Linked DNA regions of Mus musculus: regions 1, 2 and 3 are each linked to region 4. Evidence: chromatin contacts called from public HiChIP or PLAC-seq and promoter capture Hi-C data. All regions are on one chromosome and are shown on one strand. The core of a region is the stretch at or near the end of the contact, and the rest is flanking DNA. Distances in the headings are between cores, read along the strand shown.

What was found. Promoter capture Hi-C pulls out the DNA fragments that hold promoters and counts their contacts. HiChIP or PLAC-seq counts read pairs in DNA pulled down with a chosen protein or histone mark.
Region 1: a promoter capture Hi-C map of pre-B cells shows a contact between it and region 4, with 3 times the contacts expected there. The contact joins the promoter of Yju2 here to the promoter of Ptprs in region 4. A contact is called at or near these places in 2 of 39 promoter capture datasets (cranial neural crest and pre-B cells), 2 of 484 Hi-C or Micro-C datasets (both in embryonic stem cells) and 1 of 115 datasets of contacts at active chromatin or transcription factors (memory CD8 T cells).
Region 2: a FOXA1 HiChIP or PLAC-seq map of pancreatic cancer cells shows a contact between it and region 4. The contact joins the promoter of Dennd1c here to the promoter of Ptprs in region 4.
Region 3: a FOXA1 HiChIP or PLAC-seq map of pancreatic cancer cells shows a contact between it and region 4. The contact joins the promoter of Crb3 here to the promoter of Ptprs in region 4. A contact is called at or near these places in 1 of 115 datasets of contacts at active chromatin or transcription factors (pancreatic cancer cells) and 1 of 9 other capture datasets (liver).

What each region holds. Positions count from the first base shown.
Region 1 is chr17:55,957,878-55,960,915 of GRCm38.p6, reverse strand. Yju2 (YJU2 splicing factor) reads right to left here and starts at 1,729. Exons shown (of 8, transcript NM_028381.3): 1 at 1,655-1,729; 2 at 103-203. The coding sequence starts at 1,678. It overlaps Gm16712 (predicted gene, 16712), which reads left to right and starts at 1,515. Exons shown (of 3, transcript NR_108021.1): 1 at 1,515-1,782.
Region 2 is chr17:57,077,024-57,080,369 of GRCm38.p6, reverse strand. It overlaps Dennd1c (DENN/MADD domain containing 1C), which reads left to right and starts at 1,872. Exons shown (of 24, transcript NM_153551.2): 1 at 1,872-1,980. The coding sequence starts at 1,964. It overlaps Tubb4a (tubulin, beta 4A class IVA), which reads left to right. Exons shown (of 4, transcript NM_009451.4): 4 at 1-309.
Region 3 is chr17:57,060,436-57,063,642 of GRCm38.p6, reverse strand. It overlaps Crb3 (crumbs family member 3), which reads right to left and starts at 1,412. Exons shown (of 4, transcript NM_177638.5): 1 at 1,270-1,412; 2 at 877-1,048; 3 at 1-6. The coding sequence starts at 949.
Region 4 is chr17:56,475,084-56,478,118 of GRCm38.p6, reverse strand. It overlaps Ptprs (protein tyrosine phosphatase, receptor type, S), which reads left to right and starts at 1,639. Exons shown (of 33, transcript NM_011218.2): 1 at 1,639-1,779. Gm32822 (a long non-coding RNA gene) reads right to left here. Exons shown (of 4, transcript XR_385656.4): 1 at 2,767-3,035; 2 at 1-1,903. Gm9258 (a long non-coding RNA gene) reads left to right here and starts at 1,846. Exons shown (of 1, transcript XR_105855.2): 1 at 1,846-2,771.

The sequences.
Region 1 (3,038 bases), core at 480-2,979, 520 kb after region 4:
ACTGAGATAGGGGTTGGGGACTCTGTGAGGGTGGGAACTATTATCTTTGTTTGTTGTTTCTCCAGAGAATCAGCCTCCAGCCTCATGTCCCCAGGGATTCACCTCATGTTGAAGGGGGCCATCAGACGCACCACATACTGCCGGTCCTTGGGTAGCTTGAGTTTCGGGATCTTCGATGGGTCAAAGTCAGGTGGGTAGTATTTCTGTGGAGAAGAGGGCGTTGCTGTTTTCTGGTGCTCAGGTCCCATACGGGCAGGAATGGGGTCTGAGAGCCATGTTAGCAGACGCAGGATACTCTGGTTTAAGGGATCTATCTGCTCAGGATTCAGCTTGCTGGAGCCTTTCCAGACATGAGCTGTTTGAAGCACAGTCATGAGAAGAGAAGTTGGGACAGGGAGGAGTGCACAAGCTTCCAACACAAATTATATAGTGTGGTGGGTCACTTTCCTACGCTGTGACATGCCTTCTAGGGAAGGTTCTAGAGGCCCAGGGTTTGCAGTAAGGGTGGACCCCTGCTGCCTATCACATGATAAGATTCTAGACACTCATGAGGAAATGGAGGCCCGACATAAATCAGACCTTGTCAATGGTGGCCTAACCTGCACTAGGGTACCACACAGGCTGCAGGGCACCATCCCAGGGCAAAATCTGGCCAGTGAATCTCCTTGGGGAGAACAGGCTCTGGCCTCTCTGTGTGCTTGGGAGGCTGGGGTGAGGCGCACAGGGACAACCACTCTGGGTTACTGGCATGCCAATGTCCAAACCCAGCACCCGGGAATTTGAGACAGGGGGCTGAAGAGAGACAACTCCCCTCTCCCCCAAAAAGAAGCTATGTGGACCACCAACAAGGAGGCTCTGCTTTTGACACCTACTGGCAACCAGGCTCACGAGAGAGGAAGCTTTGCTAATTCAGGCGGTAGACGGGAATGATGGTGTACAACTGTCATACCAGCACTCAGGAGGCTGATGCAGAACTGTGAGTTTACAGTCAGCCTGGGCAGTGCACACAAACGTGCTGCACAGACAGACATGAAGGAAAAACATAAAGTGAAAATAAAACTAATCCTTTAAAAAGTGAATATAGCCCATCTTAGGTGTACAAACTTTTGGTCTGTGAGTTCGAGGCCATTCTGGGCCTTCTGTGTACAGTGAAACCTTAACCCAAAGCAAACATTTAAAAAACAGATCCAGGAAATGGAGAGCAAAATTTTCCAAGAGTGGAGACTGAGTCACCCCAGAAACCCCAACATGATGTAGACATCTCTGCAAAAGGTTTCGGATATTAATTCAACAAAAGCCGGGAAGAACTGAGGTGACCAACAACATCCCCTGATCTGATCTGGGGAAAACCCACAAAGAAGCAGTCCTGCCCCCAATTGGGTAAAGTGACAGAAGCTCCGCTTCCCTGGTGATGATTGGTTACTCACGAAGCTGGGGGGGGGGGGGCGGGGAGAGGGGGAAGCTAACGACCGCCCCCAAAAATGTGATTGGCAAGAGTTTGGAAAGCTCCCGCCCGACTGGAAGACGCGCGTGCGTGTGCGTGCGTGTGCGCGAGAGGGGCTTGCAAAAGGAAATGACCGGAAGGAAGCACGCCTCGCCCGGAGCCCTCGCACACTTCACCCTCTGTAGGAACATTTAGACTCTGAGCACTTACGTTTAAAACTTTCCGTTCCGACATTTTCGCTTCCTGTCCAGCGAACAAGCGAAGAAGCGGTCCTCAGTCTACGGGGAGTTTCTCCGATTCAGCGCCTCAGTGTCGCCACTTCCTAAGCCGGCTCACTGGTTGGTGCCTACCCGCTTCATCGTTCTCATTGGCTGCAATCTTTGTCGATCCGAGTCGGGAGTGCGCTTCCGTTCCCTTCCGGGTGCCGGTAGTTGAAACCCGAAATAAAGGTTCCGGGACATGTGGATCCTGTGTGCGCTTATCTAGCACACTGAAAGGATGGAGAAAGCTGCCTGGGATAATAACATTTTCTCTCCTAACTCTGATCAACAATGCTGTTTGTTTTTTTGAGTCAGAGTCTCACTGTGTGTCCCTGGCTGTCCTGTAACTCACTATGTAGCTCAGGGTGGTCACAAACTAAAGGAGATCCTCCTGCTTGTGAGTTCTGGGACCAAATAATTAAAGGCCACCATGTCCCGTTCTGGTGTTCCTTCTTCTTAAGTTTCTTTATTTCTGCTGCTGGGGATGGAATCCAGGGTCTTTGCATATGCCAGGCAGGCACTCTACCACAGAAAACACCACCCAGCGCTCTAATGCTGGGAGGTAGCCTCTCACTAAGATGCCCAGGCTGGCCTGGAGCAGACTCTGCAGTCCAGCTTGGCCTTAAATTTGAAACAATCTTACTGCAAGCCTGGAATCAGTGACCTGCCTGGTTTTCATTGTGTTTTGTTGGTGGTGGTGGTGGTGTGTGCGTGCGCGCGTGCGTTTCTTCTTTCTTCTCCTTTTTTTTTTTTTTTTTTTTCGAGACAGGGTTTCTCTGTGTGGTCCTGGCTGTTCTGGAACTCACTTTATAGACCAGGCTGGTCTCGAACTCAGAAACCTGCCTGCCTCTGCCTCCCAAGTGCTGGGATTAAAGGCCTGTGCCACCACCACCCGGTGCGTTTCTTCTTTTATGAGAGAGGAACTCACCACGTAATCCAGGCTGACCTTGAAAACTCAGTAGTCCTCCCCTCCCTCTGACTCCCAAGTGCTGGGTTTACAAATAAGAGACACTGTGCCCAACTCTTTTTACTTTTTTCTTTAAAAAATAGTATCTTTGCTGTTGTTTTGTTTTTGTTTTTGAGACAGGGTTTCTCTGTGTAGTGCTGGCTGTCCTGGAACTCAGTCTGTAGACCAGGTTGGCCTCAAACTCAACAAAGATGCGCCTGTGGCTGCCTCTAGTGTTGGGGATTAAAGACATGCACCACCACTGCCAGGCTTAGTATTCGTTTTTTACATTTGTTTATTTATTATTTGTGCCTACAAAATATGACAAGCCCCAGCATTGAGCCCAGCCCCCATTGCTCCTCCTCCTCCTATTCTTTTGGTCTTTTTG
Region 2 (3,346 bases), core at 623-3,122, 600 kb before region 4:
CCACCTCTGACATGCCCAGATATTTCTCTAGATCTTAACATTTTCCCCAGCCTCCAAGTCCTCTCACCTTGCCTTACCTCTGACCTCACAGCTACCCACTCCTGACCCAGCACCTTCACTCTGGCTCCCGTAAGTCCCCGTATGTTCCTGCCCTTGTGCCTTAGTTCAGTTCCTACCAGAGAAGTGCTGAAGGACGAGGAAAAAGAGAGGCCTGTTGCCTGGGGTGAGAGAGCCCCTCCCTAAAATCCACCCCACCCTGCTCTCCCCTGCTGACCCTCCATCAATAAATGAGTCATTGCTTTGGTGTGGTTTCTGTTTGATTTAGTTTCTTCTCTGAGTGCAGCTAGGGAGTGGAGGGGCCCACCAGCCACTGAAGATCAGCTCCTGGAGTGGTGGGGTACAGGGATTGCAGAGCCAAACAGACCAGGCTAGACCAGAGCAACTCTGTAGTGTAAGATAAGCCACTTGCACACCAGGAACATGCATACTGGGGCCACAGTCTGTACTTTGGAAAGATGGACCTGAAGGTCACTGGATCTCCCCCATCCCGTCCCCCCCCCCTTTCCAGTGTGGCCACACTGAATCACTGAATGCATCTTCTGCATTTTGTTTGGTTTGGGTTTTGGTGTTTTTGAGACAGGATCTCCCTATGTAGAGAGTTCCAGGTTGTCCTGGGACTCACCGTGTAGCCCAAGCTGGCCCTAAACTCACAGAGCTCTGCCTGCCTCTGCCTCCTGAGAGCTAGGATTAAAGGTGTAGCTGATTGGCTTCTCAAGGATGGGTAGCCACGCTTAAGACTTCTTTTTTTTTTTTAATTTTTTTCAGTATAATATTGATTTTATTTCTAATTGTGTGAATGGGTATCTAGAAGCCAGAGGCTTCAGATCCACTGGAGCTGAAGTTGTGAACCACCCATGTGGTGTTTCACTTACATCCTGTGTGTCTTAATTAGGGTCTCCATTGCTGAGAAGAAACACCATGGCCAAGGCAACTCTTATAAAGGACAACATTTAATTAGGGCTGGCTTACAGGATCAGAGGTTCAGTCCATTATCATCAAGGTGGGAGCATGGCAGCATCCAGGCAGACATGGTTCAGGAGAAGGAGCCAAGAGTTCTACATCTTGATCCGAAGACAGTCAGGAGAAGACTGTCTTTTTTCAGGCAGCTAGGAGAAAGGTCTCAAAGCCCACACCCTCAGTGACACAGCTCCAGGAGTTCAACAAGGCCACACCTACTCCAATAAGACCACACCTCCTAATAGTGCCATTCTCTGGGCCAAGCATATTCAAGCCACCACACTGTACAATAGCAGTACATGCACTTAACTATGGAACTATGTCTCCAATCCCTGAAGCTAACTTCTTGGGGTACAGATGGAACCCTAAATTTGGTAATACCCGGGCCTGTCTGCCTGTCTTCAGTCAATTCTGTGACCTCTCTCAGTGTGCGTGTGGGGGAGTGTCTGTGTGTGCCCATGTGCTCACCTTACCTGGGTTCTGAGCCTCTCCTGCATTTCCATCAGGATTCCTGTGTGACTCCAGCGATCAACCTCTGTCAGCCTCTTTTGCTCTTCAGTGCAGCTGCCCCTTGTAAATGAAACCAAGAAGCAACACAGGGAAATGATGGGGGTGATCTTCACAGGCTTTCAATACCCAGGGGACTCAGAAAGAAAGGGCCTGGGTGTGGCCATGGGGACCATAAGGGTGAAGCTAGACTTCCCAACCTGGCCCTGTTTCCCATAGACCCTGTCCCCACCTAGGCTGTGAAGCCAGGACGCCTGAGTTCCTCACAGAGGGTGGGGGCGGGGGCCTCCTTTGGCTGGGACGTCACCCTGTTAAACTTCCTCTCTCAGCCACACAGGAAACTGAGCAGATCAGGGGCCCAGCCCCAAGCAAACACAGGCTCCCCCAGCCCCAGAAGCACTAGGGGAAAGGGCCCAGCTGGGCCAGCCCTGCAGAGACCATGGGATCCACAGAGACGTAAGAGCTGTCTTCCCTCCATCCTGTGCAGCGAGATTGCCAGACCTGAGCCGGGGTGGGGTTGGGGGAGGGCAAAAAACAAAAAAACTGGGGCTACAGCAGGGGAGGGCCCAGGAAGCACAGCTACCCACTGACCAGAGGGGCTTCTAGGGACCTGATCAGGCCATTCTCTTCAATTTTCCTGGCTCTAGATCTGTGTAATGAAACCAGGGACTTTAGGAGTATGACGCTCCAGTAAGGGTGGGGTTTTTAGGAAGGTGATTTCCAGGAGGGGATAGTCAGTGGTAAGGTGTGAAGGGTATGGTGGGAAACTGTCTGTCAACCTTAGTGGGGGACTCATGGGTGTCTGTGTCCGTACAACAATGAGATGCTTCAGGTGCTCATGTCAGGGTGGTGTGTGTAACCAGATGGGATATGGTATCAGCAAGACAGACACTTCCCTTGGTTTCTGAAAGCTAAGGCCTCAGCATCTTCTGCTAGATGCAGTAGACAGCAGGGAAGAGCAGGCTGTGGGGCTTGCAGTTCAGTGCCAAGACACCTTGCTCTTCTTTCTCTGCTGAGTGTGGGCCGCACAAAAATCTCCCAGAGACACAAGGACAAGCCATAAATATGCTCAAAGGCACAGGGAAAGAAGAGATAGGACTCACATGATACACACCTGAGACTCTGCCGTTCTACCCCACAGATTCAAGAGACAGGCACCAGAAAGAATCATAAGTATGTTCTTTTTATCCAAGTGCTTGTTACAGGCAGACACACTGTCACAGGCATGCCTTTATCTCTGACTCCTCTTGCTACCTTTTCTCTGTCTCTGTCTCTGTCTCTGTTTCTCTCTCTTCCTCCCTCCCTAACTCTCTGTCTCTCTGTTTCTGTGTCTCTCTGTGTCTGTGTCTCTCTGTGTCTCTCTGTGTCTCTGTGTCTCTCTGTGTCTCTGTGTCTCTCTGTGTCTCTGTCTCTGTCTCTCTCTGTCTCTCTCTGTCTCTCTCTGTCTCTCTCTGTCTCTCTCTCTCTCTCTCTCTCTCTCTTGGTCTGTCTGTCTCCCCCTGCCTTCTCTCTCCTCTCTGTCTCTAGCCCTCTCTTTAGAAACAGGGTCTCAGTATGTAGTTCTGACTAGCCTGGAACTCCTATGTAGATCAAGCAAGCCTTGAACTCACAGAGATCTACCTGCCTTTGCCTGGGGGTTAAGGGTACAGCCACCATGGCTTTCTCTCTTTTTCCTTCTCTTCTCTGACCCCGTACTTCAGCAGCATTCACACCTGGCTCCACCCCTCAGGGGGCCCACACCAACACACCTAGTTACACACGAGACAGGGAACAGGAAAACAGAAGCACACAGATACAGACTCAGAACACACACAAGCTAAAG
Region 3 (3,207 bases), core at 163-2,662, 590 kb before region 4:
CCGGTGCTGTGGAACAGAAAGAGAAAAAAAAAATCCATGCTGGGGTCTTCTTCACTAGTTATCACTTACACACCACTCAGTCAGACCTTGCAAAACGCCTTCCAAAGTCTCCAGCTGGAATTGAGGCAGCAAGTACAGCCAGGCCACCCACTCCACCCTCGGGTGTGATGCTGGTTTCTCTGGCCACCCTCAGCCCAGCAGGTAATAATCTGACCACCCAGAGTCACCATTGTTAGCCTATTAGAATAGATGGCTTCCAGAACCGTGTCCCCCTCCACCATCACTCCGGCCCAGAACCCTTAAGGACCTGGGCGGGGCTCAACCTTTCCCAGGAGTATGTGACTCACAAGGTCCCCCCACCCCCCAGGCTCCCGAAACTGGAACTAGAGACTGAGGGAAGGTCTGGCTGGGTCCACACCTACGGAGGGCCAGCCCTGTCAGCTGGGCTCCCTCCAGGTCCCCCTGACTGCTTAAGACTCTCAACTATGCAGACTCAGGTGCCCAGGCTCTCCCTCCCCTCCTCCACCTCTGGGCTCTGCCCAACAACCCCCAGCTCCTAAATTCCACAAGACTTAAGGACTCAGGAATTCTAGGCTGCGGGTACGGAGCGTTCAGAAAAACGCTGGTTCGAGCCTCAGCAACGTTAAAAGAAAAAAAAAAAAAAACTGGAGAAAAAAAAACTGGAAAAAAAAAAAGTTCGCAGGTCAGCTAAACTAATTTGAAATTCAGCCCTGAAGCTTTCAAACTTGGTCTCCAAACGCATTCCAAGCTCATTCCTCAGACCTGTCGCCCTCTCTGGGTCGCAAATGCCCGGCACTTCTGAGTTCAACCCGGGAACCCTCCTCCCACCCGAGCGCTGCCCCGGACAGTACCTACCTGTTAGGCTCCAGCCGGAGGGCAGCATCGGCAAACCAAACGCCAAGAGCACCCCCAGGCCTGGGGTCGCCATGAGTTTAGGCGACGAGTTGGTGACGCCAAGGACAGGACTTCCCCAAGGCGCCAATTCCTACCGCATCTTGGGTCGAGGAGGGCACCTGCGACCCAGGACCTGGGGACCAGACCGGGGTGGGGGGGAGAGGGCGCAGCATAGGGTGAGGGGCTGGACTCAGGCTCGGGGCCCAGCGACAGGCAACCCAATCTTGGAGTGCGCTCCCCGCCCTCGGCGCCAAGGGTCAGAGATTAAAGATTAACTCCCCGACCGCATTCTTGGGCCAGGAAAAGGGAAGGAGGAGGTGGGGACAGGACAGGCTGCGCGCCCTGCCTCCCTACCTGACTCCAGCGTCTGAGAGGGACTTCGCTCAGGTTCCCAATCCCGGGTTCCCAGCTGGAACCCCGAGTCTCCGTCCTTCACCCGGTCGCTCCAGATCCCACCCGCCCCGCCCGCTCACGTGACCCGGAAAGTTTAGTCACCCACCTGGGCAAAGAGCGCACTTCCGGCTTGTGCACCTGAGCCTGGCTGAGAGGGGCGGGGCGAAGAGGGCGGGGCCGCGCCGCCAGAGCACCTGTAACGGGAACCCCATTGCGACCCGGAGCACCGCAGAGGGCGGAAATGAGCAGGTGTAAGCACAGGGGTGCATACCCCGGCGGGGGGCGTGGCGACACTCCAGAAAGATACACACTTATAAGAGGCGGGCTCCGATGGGAAACACTGAAGAACTCACACCCTGAAGTCAGACCTGGGAATGCTAACCTGTATTCTAAATGTATTCTGGAGGCTGAGGCAGGAGGACCCCAAGTTCAAAGCCAGCCTGAATAAACCCTATTTCAAAAGTAAAAGGGGCTGGGAGCGTGGCTCGGGGCCAGAACCCCTGCCTTAAATGGCCTAGTGAAGGTCGCCTTCCAAGAATGTCTTAGTGATTGGATCGCCCCTTACTCAGCCATGAATTCCTCCTTAGCATGCCTGAGACCCCTGGGTTCCATTTTCATCCCATAACCAAAAAAATCAACCAACCTGTACAGGACTAGTTTTGTAGAAAGATACATGTAGGCTTGTAGTCAGAGTGTAATCAGAACACCTGCTTAGATTAAACCCGTGCGGTATTAAAAAAAAAAAAAAAAAAAAAAAAAACCGGACAAAGATCTGTGCAGAATCTCGCCCAGCTTAACGGAAGGCCTTATGTCCACACTGAAGAACATCCGTATGAGGTCCACCTGCCAGGGAAGTGTCTGTGAGGAAGCATGGATTTGGGGCGTCTGCGCAGAAGTAGTGATGTCCCACGGCACCCACACAGAAACTCTTATGCATGGAAACATCTGGTAGCTGGTAGAGGGAGTGGGTGGGACTTTCACCTGTTCACCACAGATGTATGGGCACAGCTTGGGTGGGGACCGCATGACCTCTGGATGTATCTTTGGGTAAAAGGTGGTCATGCACCGGATATGATGGCACGTGATTGCCGTCCCAGCAACTGGGATTCCGAAGCAGGCGAACTGCTGCACATTCAAGGCCAGCGAGGCTACAGAGACCTTGGCTCAAAAGGACAATAACAACAATAGCCATAGAGCTGCAGCTGGAGTTCTGTGGCTAGTTTATCTAGCACATACAAGGCTATATACAACACCCATTGTAGTGTAGCATACGCCTTAGATCCCAGGTGGAGCTCTGTGAGGTCCAGATCAGCCCGGTCTACATAGTAAATTCCGTGGCTACATAGAGAGACTGTGTCTTTGAACAAGAAAAATAAATAAATAAATAAATAAATAAATGAGGCGTCGTCCCTTCCTGGGAGTGGTGGTTTAAACTCTGTTTAAATCTCTGCTCTGGCCCTAAATGGGAATCCAGACTAAGATTTGAAGCTTTTGATTTCTCCACTGTAGCGTGGGAAAAGCTAGTGTCACCTACCTACCTCACAGGGTTTGGGGTAGGTTCGTTACTGAGCAGCGAGTGAAGGGCTCTGGCATGCGCAACGCACTCAATGTGAGCTCTTATTTATTATTCGCGGTCAGACGGACGCCCTTCCCCCTGACGGTGAGACGAAAAACTGCACCCGAAACTTGTGGGCGGGACTTCAGCAGGTGCAACCACAGCCGCCGGCTGAGGCCCCGCCTCCAGAGCCCCTCCTCCTGATCGTTATCTTTAGTGGCGCGGGAGATACTGGTCCGCGACTCCCTTTCCAGGCAGGTCTGCAAAGAGCAGCCTTCAGAGAGTCTGAATTGGGGCGCGGCCCCTTTAAGAATGCCTAGCGGGCTGCGAGCTGCGGGACAGGA
Region 4 (3,035 bases), core at 390-2,889:
ACTAGGCTGAGGACCAGCATGTACCAGGGCCCTGGGGCAGGCCGGAACCTGTGTGGGAGGAGTAGGGGCAAAGGAGGAGCAGGAGTCTGCTGTGACTGAAGCAGAGGTAGCGATGGCCGCCCTAAGTGGCTGAACACATAACCGGCTTTGGGTTGATATATTGTTGCCTGTCTATGCTCTGTCAGCTGCAGGCCGATTGTTCTGTTTTGTTACTTCTGTGTAAATGGCATTTAACACAGCGGGGATCTGAGAGGGGATGAATGGCCACTGGAAGCTTCCAGACTCTCAGACCCGCGGTTTACATGTTCCCCTTCGCTGCTCACGAGGACCCAGGGGGCAGAAGCGGTTACTCAGTTCGGACAAACAAGGCAAGGCCTGGTTCCCTCCCTGATGGATGGCCAGTCTGCTCTGGCATGGCCAGTCCTGCCAGCACCCAGCTCCATAATATATGAGTACACACTGTGTGCAGCCAACAGTGCCATACACCTGCAGGGACTATGCAAGGATGTGGACATCTCCACAGAGTACCCAAACTTCAAGTACCTGCTGTGCATGAGAGAAACTACACTAAGGGCCCCTGAACACTATGCAAACCTCCGGCACCTTCTACGTGCTCCAATCTCGACTAGCACCACGTACGTCAATCAGGGTCACCCCAGTCAGGCAAGAGGACAAAGCCGTCTCTGCTAAACTGGCCGCGGTGCAGGCTCTGGGAAGCCCTGTTCTTAATTTAGGCTCCTTGTCAATTATTCATGGCACTCTTCCCCGTTTATGACCCAGTCCTTCCGCCCGGACTCTTCGGCTCCAGGCTCTTGCTCATGTCTCCAGCTCTGGGCCGGAATGAATGAATTCCAGAGGGGAAAAAAACCCAGACTGTAAAACAAAATCGTTTCGTTATTTGAGGCAGGGTCTCAGGTGCAGTCCACACTCGACTCACACTTGCAGCAATTCTCCTGCTGCTGTCTAAAAGTTTCGCACCCCATGCCTGTGACTACTCTTTTCTTTAAGGTGTTTTTCAGTCTTTTGCTGCATTTCATCTGTTTGGCATGTCTAGTAACTCAGTGGACATGGGTGTGTGCATACATGTGGAGGTCAGCGCCATAGGAGTCAGATTCCTCCTTCCACTATGGGACTTTGGGGATTGAAGTCAGGTTCTCTGGCTTGGGCTGCAAACACCTCTATTTGCCGAGCCATTTTGAGCCCCACCCCCACTTTTAAAAAATTTTTTTTAATGCCCAGCTCATCCTCCTTTTCCCAAGCTGGTCTCGAATTCATTGTTATCCCAGGCTGTTCAAAAACGACGTCCTCCTGCTTCAGCCTCTTCAGCCAGCAAGGCGGGCTTGATGGGAAAGATTTTAGGGAAAGGATATTTTGGCCAAAGAAAGCAGAGTGGGGAGACAGGCAGGAGGCTCAGGTCATCCTCAGTGTAACTTGAGGCCAGCATGGGCTACAACAGAACTTGAGTTTAAAAGGAATCCAGAGGAGACAGGCCGGGCCACGTGTCCCACGTCCCACGTGCTCCCCGGGCCTTCTACAGGCTCCTGAAGCACGTGACCCAGCAGCGCCTCCTCACTGGGCAGGCATCTGCGCGCAGGCGCAGTACTGTACACGGCCAGGCCCCAGGGCCGCGGCGGCGGAAGGGGTGACGTCACCGGCTGGGGGCGCGCGAGCCGCAGTGGGGTTTTGCCCCGCCCGCCAGGCAGCTCGGGCCGCGCGCACACGCGGAGCCGCCGGAGCCCGGGCCGACCCGGTGCCGGGAGCAGCATGCGGAGCCCGCAGGTACCGGGGTGCACGGGGCGCACGGGGGACACAGGGGGCGGGGTGGGCGGCGCCGGCTTTGTGCTTCCAAGCTTCTCCGCCTTTGTGCTCCGAAGGGGGTCCGGGCTGCAGCCGTAATCGGATTCTGCAAGAAGGAGAGGGATGTGGAGGACCTGGAGGGATGGAGCTGGAGAAATGGGGACCGCGAGGGTTGTGGACCCGGAGGGACAGAGACCCACAGAAACGGGAACCGGTAGAGACAGGGTCCAGGAGGGATGAGGACGCGCGCGGGCGACTTGGCCCGTACCCAGGGTCACCGACTGCACCAGCCGGGCGGGGACGCGGTGTGCGGTGCGCGGTGTCAGCGTCTGGAGCTGCAGACCGGGCCAGGCGCCTCAGATCACCTGGGGCTTCGGTTCCACCCTTCTGCGGTCCGGGCGCCCCCAACCCCCGACCTCCCCCAGCTTTGGGATTGGGACTGCTCATCCACCCTCATCCTCGCGATGCGGGGGCCTGTGGGGAACCCCGGGGAGCCAGCCTGCGGCCCTAAGGCCCCCGGTACACCCCAAGAGCCCCCCGACTGGCTGAGGGTGGTGACGTCACCGGGGGCGGGGACTGGGGCGCAGAAGGAAATGGGGTCCGAGAGCAGGTACCCCCGTTGCAATGCGAGCTGGGTCAGGGCCAAGTTCTCTGCTCATCGTGGAGCCTCTTCACCCCCAAACCCCAGCACCACTATGAGCGAGGATCCTTTTGATTGCCACACCCCCCAAATCCCTGTGCGTTACCCCTTTTCCCTGCTCTCAAATCTGCCTCCATATGCCCCCGAAAACCTGCAGCAGGTGTGAGCGCCCATCTTCCCGGTCACCCCTCACCTCGTCTCTCCCTCCAGTAGAACCTCCTAACGGTCACTTCCCCGGGTGTCTCCTGGCCTGGCAGGGGTTCCCTTACGCTCACTTTCCAACCTGAGCAAGGATGTCCCTCCCCCAATAAACCGTCCTTGGTGCTCACATGGAGACCTCTGAGGTGTCCCAAGCCTGGATGGGCACTCGGGGATCCAAAGAGTCTTCTACAGAGCAAGAGGGATCCCGAGGGTGTTAGATTGGTGGACACATCCTGTTCACCCATCTTTCTGCACCTGGATCCTGGGTCCTGGCTTCTGTACCCCCCGGGGGGTGCTGCTGTCTCTATGGTGCAGATAACGGCCGTCTGCTTTGTCTGGGCTAGCCTGGGACCCTCCTACTCGGGCTCTGGCCTCTCTTGCCAGCTGCGACTCCTTC